2 separate regions of the Mus musculus genome follow, and region 1 is linked to region 2. A link is a contact called in public HiChIP or PLAC-seq data. All regions are on one chromosome and are shown on one strand. Each heading gives the region's core, a stretch centred on a gene start, on an enhancer-like site or on the middle of the called end of the contact. The rest is flanking DNA. Distances are from core to core; before and after follow the strand shown. Region 1 overlaps Hivep2 (human immunodeficiency virus type I enhancer binding protein 2). Region 2 overlaps Aig1 (androgen-induced 1).

Region 1 (3,839 bases), core at 1,241-3,740, 400 kb after region 2:
AGCTCAGAGAAACAGGAACCAAACCCTCTCCTTCGTGTTCTTTCTGGGTCTCTCCCGAAGTCTTGGTGGCATCCGCAGTTCACTTTCATATCAGTAAATACTCTCATTGGCATAGGTACTAAAAGGATTCTTCTAGAAATCCATTGATTGGAGAGGGTAGGAATGGTTTTATTTCTCTCTTTGACTCTTGTCTGTGAGGGAGCAGAAAGACGGTCATGGCAGCAAGAGGATGGAGAAGTCCTAGGCCACACAAAGACCCATGTTGTACCATAACACATCAAGGCCTTAGGGCCTGGTAGAAGAGGAAGTCAAAGAACTTTCCTTTCTTCACCATGTGACCTTCTGCCATTTCACCTGATTTTCATGTCAATAAATGGGCACCTTTGTCTTCATCAGGAAGTCTTTGACTATGATGAAGTCCATGCCCATGCAGGTCTTGATGGCTCCTCCTGCCTGCGCTTTCTAGGCCTAGCAGAAGTGATGAGTTGTGACAGTCTTCAGGAGTGCTTGCCCCAGTGTCACCCATCATTACATGCTTGTCCTACTAGTACCAATAAAAAAAGTTATTAACCCCAGATTATTTAATTCATTTTTAATGGGCATATTCAAATCTATGCATGTCTTCCCTTATGGTTGACACATCTTTTCAAAAATACAATGAGCTTGCTTAAATGAATTCAGGAACTCTTCCCATGTTATGTCTCTCTGACTTTTAGATGAATCTTAAGTCAGAAACATCAACTGAAAAATACAGACCTAATGGCCTGGTAAAGGTGGCCACTTTAAAGGTGGTAAATGGTGCCAATTTAAAGCACCAAGTAATTCTAATGGAGCCATTACTTTTATCTCCATTTAACAGATTAGAAAAGTGAGGCACAGAGAGGTTAGGTAGTTCACCTGATGCTATGATTTGTTCATTGAGTGTGGGATATGATTCAAAGCTGATATTCTGGCCCAGATCCGCATGATCTGGCCTGGATGTCGCATGCCTCTTGTTATTACATCAGTGCTGTACACCAGGGTTTCTTTGGATTGCGGAATGAGTGTGTCTGTAAGAAGGGAGCCTTTGGATGGTCTGTGGTGTTGTCTATGTAGTCTTAGGAGGGCCTCTCCCCGTCTCTCTGAAAGATACTGTTGTCATTTGGTTCTAAGCCTGTTCCACTTTATTGCCTTTTAGTATGAGGGCAGGAAAAACAGGTTCTTACTTAAAATTGGAGTTGTTATGGAAGGTGCCAGGTTTGGACTGTCTTCGTATTTCAGGGATGTGACAAGCCTTTGCTATTGAAGCTTTCTAGTTGGCAGCGTTAGTAGGTGCACGTTGACATTTCTGTCTACATTCCTGTGTCTTAGAGGGAAAATAAGTTTGCCAGTGTTTATCTTCCTGAGTATTACTTGACATTAGTGCTGCCCGAGAAGCCAAACTTGCTTGAACCAGTCACCCAGATGGCCAGACTGGGTGGCGAACCTGCCTTAACGATGCTCGGCGGTTGACACGTGGGGCTGTGAGGTGTGCTGCTCCCTCGTCTGTGCCAGGCATGCAGAGCGTGTTCTTTGATGGGGTGAGACAGATGGTACCCTGCAATCTAAAATGATGAGGCAGGAAAGAAAAGTTGAAAAAAAAAGTAGAGAAAGGGCATTTGATTTTCTAATTCACATTTCGGAAGTGAATTCGAGCCTCTGTGATTGACTAACACATGCAGTGTTGCTCTAAGACATGAATCCATTAGCGTCTGTTTGAACAGATCTGAGTAATCGGCAGGAAGCAAGCTTTTCCTTCATGGCTACTGTCCCAAATTTCATGGGGTTGCCTCCAGATCCAGATTTGGGCCCTTGAAAGACAGCGCAGATCAATCTAGATTTTCAGAGTAACACATCCCATACCACCCATCTCAACCAACAGAGGACAAAGGGCTGACTTTCATTTTCATGCTAGAATATATATTTAGATATTTCTACACATACATGTATCAATAGGAGTGGGGGGGGGGGGTACAAGTGCCTGGCGAAGTAGCCATGATAAGGATAATTAATCAGTCTTCATACAGCTGCTTCCTGACATTTCTGCAAATCGTTGTGGAAAAATTAATGAAGGTTAAATCAGTAATGGTTTCAAGCTTGGCCAGTGGAAAGTATGACACTGTTTCCATCAGCAAGTAAGTTGGGCTGCTTTTTTTTTTTTTTTTTTTCTTTCTTTCTATAGGGGAAGTGGTTTGCTGTGCATTCTTCACAGGAACTGGAAAGGCGCAGCTGGCCTGTGTGTGCTGCAGGTATGCAGGAGCATTCTGGGAGTGCTCCACTGACTGCCTTTGATCGACGGCACTGACTTGCCTCTTGTGCCGCTTGTAGAACAGGAATATTCTTTCTACAAGTTTTATTTGAAAGATCCAGTGAGAACGCAGGCCTTCTGTTGGCCTGCCATCCAGAGAGGCCGATGCTCTGTGAATGTGAACTTTAGGAGGTAGAGTGTGGAATTTATGACAAACAGAAAGTGAAACTCACCTCGTCCAGTTTATTTTTCAAGCTGAAGGTGGTTCAGCACAAGCCCAGTTCACATCCTGCGTAACCCTATGGGATTTCCCCAGCAGTAGTTAAAAATTTTCCCATAGGGTCACACAGGATGTGAATTAAGTAAACACTTAACAGGCACGATGAAAGGAAATCAGCTTTCTAAATGGTCCTTTCACTGTTAGCATCCTGTCCTTATTAGAAACCTGGGTAAGGGCCACGCAAGTGTCTCTTTCTCAAGCCATGACATTATTAATTGAATGTATTAATCTTCTTTGTTACATAAGACATGCATTTTCTTATAGAAGAAACGGAATCTCTCATGGGCATTTTTCATGTGTGTTTGACTTGTATGTGTGGGGGCTGGTTGTATATATGAGTGTGTCCGTTTGCATTGAGGCCAGAAAGCAACCTCAAGTGTCATACATACACCTTATCTTTTTGAGGCAGGGTCTCTCGTGGACACTATGCCATGTCTCTTTAGCTGTCTTCTTCAGTGTCACCTTCAAGTGGTGGCAGTAGAGGAAAATCAAGCTCTATAGCCTGGCAAATAACCCAGGCCCAGTACATCTTTATTACCATCTATTAAATACATCTATCTATATTATTTATATCAGTATTATCTATCTATCTATCTATCTATCTATCTATCTATCTATCTATCTATCTATCTATCTATCTAATTATGAGGTACAGATGAATAGATAGATGAAAGTTATATAGATATAATTTTGATCTACCTATTATGTCCTCATCTGTGCTTTGAGATCTAATTTAAATGTCACTTCTTAATATACCTTTTTTTTTTTTTTTTGTGCAGTTCCTCCGGGTACCTAAAACATACACATTTTGCCCATGGTGTTCCTCTACTGGTTTAGATAATTCTTTACTCTTAAATTATGTTAGCTCTCACCATTCACATGGAAAAGTGTGAATTTAGTGATCTTACACTTATTGGTAAAGTTTTATTTCTCTTTTTGTAAGACACACTCAACATAAAGTCCAGCTTAGTACTAAAGATACTGTGCACTTCCTGTACACAATGCTGGGAAGGGGCCAGCGTTTGCTGGAAGTGGAAGAATTTAGGTCTGACCCTGGGGTTGTTACTACATGGTAACTGCCTGTCATCTCTGAATGAACAAAGCATTACTCTACAGGGAAAGTGAAATAAGTAAGAATGGGGTTCTGAAAGTGTGCTTTCTACCACCGAGCCGCAGCCAAGCGTTTTTGTGGGAAGGGGTGGAGGTGTATACATGTATGTGTGCATGCTTATGTGCAGCCCGAAGACAATCTTTCATTTCTCACTGCCATTTACCTGGCTTTTTCCAGTTAAG
Region 2 (3,905 bases), core at 1,167-3,666:
TTTGTTCCCCTTTTAAGAAGGAGGGCAGCATTCACTCTTTGGTTTTCCTTCTTGAGCTTCATTTGGTCTGTGAATTCTATCTTGGATATTCTGAACTTAAGGGCTAATATCCACTTATCAGTGAGTGTATACCATGTGTGTTCTTTTGTGACTAGGTTACAGCACTCAGGATGATATTTTCAAGTCCCATCCATTTGTGAGAACAAGTTTTGCTTGTTATTTTCATTCATCTCCACTTTATATTTCATTGAAGCTTGATGGTGGATCTTAATTCTGGTACAGCTATCTGTTCTTTTAAATTGGTGACTTTATTTTCAATTAGTTTTTTATTTTGGGGCCCCAACACTGCTCAGTGCTACAAGACAAGCACTTTCTCCCTCCAGGTTATTGCTGCTTGAGGAAGCCATTCTGTTATAGTGAGCCTCTGCAGGCCTGGAGCCACTGTACAGGAAGGCGCAGAAACCCTCACTTGCTGCCCACTAGAGGAGCTGTTCTGAGACTTCCAGTGCTCTCCTGGTCTCAGAAGCCCAATGCAGCTCACCACAGGGAAGCCGAGAGGCTGTTAGTAAGTAAAATCTTCTACTTGAAATGTTTCCAGTGCTTAAACTGGATCACCTCCCGCCTGGGTTGTCACTCCAGCAGATTGTGGCCTTTGGGGTTTCTTCTGGAAGTTTAGGAGTTTCTGTTGGCAATTTAAGTAAATCAGGCAGGTGGGAAAAGGGACAATAAAGCTGAAATTCAATCTCAGAGAAATGGATAGCGGGGACATTGTAGACACTTTACGTGGCTACTATTGAGCAAAGTATCTGATATCATATATATATATATATATATATATATATATATATATATATATATATATATATATATATATCATGTGTGTATTCAGTTTCCAAACTTTACTTTCATGTAACACACACATGCATCGCGATTTCTCTCACTAAGCTAATGTAAGCCTATTTTCTGTACTATTCTGACTGTTGCCATGTCTAAAGATTATCAACACTTAGGACCTGTAGACAGGAGGGTGTCTATTTTCTTTAAGGTTTCAGGTACAGATTTTTACTCTGGACAGCGAAGGGAGGGGACTTTGAGAACAAGTATTGAAACAAAAATCAAGACCCCATGACTCTAGCTAGTTTTGAAGTCCCCTGATGGAATTGCAAAAAAGCTGACAATAATGCCCCACAGAAAAACTGAACCAAATAAGGGGCATGAGAGAAGGAAAGCTCCCTGAAAACAAGATGCAGGGATTGGAGCCTGATCGACGGGTGACAACGGCAGACCTACATTGGGAGAAGTGAGCTCCATGGAATATGGAGCAAGGGAAAGCTTCAGAGATGAGGGGCACTTACTGTGATTGACAGAGTGGCTGCAGGTGGATAGTATTGTGGCTGGAGAACTAAGGAAAGAGGAGGGGGGGAGGAGGGGGAGGAGGAAGAAGAGGAAGAAGAGGAGGAGGAGGCCAGAGCGTCAGCAGGGCCAGGTAATGAAGAGTAGCCTAAAGGGTGTAAGGAATTTTGGACTCAATCCATAGAGGCAAAGAGATGTCTATACACTCAGATCATTTTTTTAAAAAACCGTCTGTGGACAGACAGGGGGATGGCAGGGGGTGGGAGCTTCATGCTATAGCTCAGGCGACACTTCTGGAGCTCGGATCATAGTTTGAACCCCGGAGGCAGAGTGAAGTGTGAAGCTTCTGAAGATGCCTCGGAAGCACAAGTCTGAGCAACTGGTGGCCTGTTGTTGACACCGGAAAGATGACTTCAGGATGTCTGGTGTGTTTCTGGTATGAGTAATGGATGGCTGATGATGTTGGGGCTGGGGGAGGGGGTGCAAGTTGGTGCATGGGATAGGGAATTTAGGTATGGCCAGAGGCGGTTTTGTAATTGCTAAATGAGTAGATATAACATATGCTTAGGAGAGTTTCTGAACTGATGATCACAGAAGAGACGGGATGACTCAGGGAGAGTGAAGGAGCTGGCACTGGGCACTGAAGAACTCCAATATGGGGTTTTGTGTAGATGGAAAAAGACCACAAAGAAACTAAGAGAGATTGCCATGATCCTCGGACATGGGAGATATTCGTGGGAAGACTGACAAGAGTCCTGAAGTTACAGGAAGACGGTGTTTTGAAAAGTAGGGATAATGCAACAATAGAGATCCTACAAAGCATGTGCAACTTCAATGAACAAAAGTCACTGGTGATGTCTTGTGACATCTGTACAGGTTTTGCTAATGAACAGTTAAGCCACACTGAGGTGGGCTAATAATAGTAACAATATGTACTCTGGGCATATGCAAAGCTGAACATTAATATTATCATAGTGATCCAACAGTCTTTTGAGGGTGATGGGTACTATTAATCATCTAGTCTACAGATAAGAAGAATGAGACAGAGAGGGGTCACATGACTATCCCAAGTCATACATTAGGAACATGACTCAGGCTCAGCCAGTCAGAGTCAGGAGTTCATTCTCCAAACAGTACAGTGTCCTGACTGTTTTTTTTTTTCCTTTTAAAGATTTATTTATTTATTTTATGCATAAGTACACTTTTGCTCTCTTCAGACACACCAGAAGAGGGCATCAGATCCCATTATGGATGGTTGTGAGCCACCATGTGGTTGCTGGGAATTGAACTCAGGACCTCTGGAACAACAGTTCGTGCTCTTAACCGCTGAGCCATCTCTCCAGGCCCTGTGTCCTGACTTTTAAACATGAATGTGAGAATGGATACAATATGGTGTAGGGAAGTCGTGAGAGCAGCTCAGCTGTGACACACTGGGCAGCAGGTAGGTGCCCAGGGACTGTTCGTACAAGAGCAGTGTTTGTAAGGCAGAGTCAAGAAATGGGTTCAGATATTGACTGGAAGCGTCTAGAAGGGAGACTAAAGTCATCAAGGAATGAGGTCATCAGTGGAAGGTTACAGAGTAGTTTGGGTGGAGGGGGTATGTGCTGAGCACAGGTTTGGAGACTCCCTGCCGGGGAGGAGAAAATGGGCACTAAAAAAAATGTTTGCAGAGGTGGCCAGTTAGATCCCTTCCTTGTCCTGAAATAAAAGGTGAAAGGCATAAGGGGAATGAGGGAGAGGGGTAGACAGAGATGCAGGTTGCATCAAAGAGACGGCAGCATCCACTCAGTCAGTGATTCCGAAAGCCAAGGGGAAAGCAACCTTAGTGACAGGATGGTTGGAGGGAGCTGAGAGGCTGAGGAAGGCTCACAGGGAAAGTTATCTGTGAGCAGGCAAGGTCAACAGCGCCTCTAATTCTTAGCTCTCCAGGGACACGGAGAGCAACTGAGAACCAGCCCTTTTGGGTGGGAGAGGATGGAACTGAACAATCAGTACTGGGGATTGGCATGGACAGTATGCTCAGGCCTTCTTAGTTCACGTGCAGAGCTAAGGAACTCATGTGACCCGCACACTGGTGAACACTGTGAGGGACCCGGGGCAAATCACCGTCAGGTGGGAAATTCTCAGTTGTCCACACAGGCTTCTTGTTAGAATCCAAGAAAACAATGCTTTTTCGGCAAAGCACTTGTGAAAAAAAATGAGCAGATTGGGATAATGGGAAAGCAATGACATTCTCGGCTCCCAAGGGAGAGCTGAGCTCTGGAAATAACTTAATACGTGAACCATAGGAACGTTTCAGAAAAAAAAAAAAATGCTTTCAACATTCTCAATAGAGAATTCAGAGAGACAATCACCATGAAAGAGGAGCAAGGCCCATGAGAACAGGACATAGAATGAAAATAAAAACGCTGTTTGGGAAAGAGAAAGAGACTCTGCAGACATGCAGGATTCTTTTTATTTTTCCTGCTTAGAGAGATGAAAGACTTTCATGAGGGACTCTTCTTATGAGTTCATTAGTCTCCACAACTCTGAGAGGCAGATGTTTGTTCCCA

The links. HiChIP or PLAC-seq counts read pairs in DNA pulled down with a chosen protein or histone mark.
Region 1: an H3K4me3 HiChIP or PLAC-seq map of bone marrow-derived macrophages shows a contact between it and region 2, with 4 times the contacts expected there. The contact joins two enhancer-like sites. A contact is called at or near these places in 2 of 115 datasets of contacts at active chromatin or transcription factors (bone marrow-derived macrophages and large pre-B cells).

The regions. Positions count from the first base shown.
Region 1 is chr10:14,083,816-14,087,654 of GRCm38.p6, forward strand. The region is part of intron 2 of Hivep2 (human immunodeficiency virus type I enhancer binding protein 2); the gene reads left to right. Among named protein-coding and RNA genes, the nearest start is that of Gm51759, 42 kb to the right of the region's middle. Within about 2 kb of position 2,491, at least 164 of the 459 cell types and tissues checked have an H3K27ac peak or open chromatin away from gene starts, as enhancers often do. A contact at or near this core is called in bone marrow-derived macrophages, where this site is marked.
Region 2 is chr10:13,682,250-13,686,154 of GRCm38.p6, forward strand. The region is part of intron 4 of Aig1 (androgen-induced 1); the gene reads right to left. Among named protein-coding and RNA genes, the nearest start is that of Pex3, 130 kb to the left of the region's middle. Within about 2 kb of position 2,417, at least 26 of the 459 cell types and tissues checked have an H3K27ac peak or open chromatin away from gene starts, as enhancers often do. A contact at or near this core is called in bone marrow-derived macrophages, where this site is marked.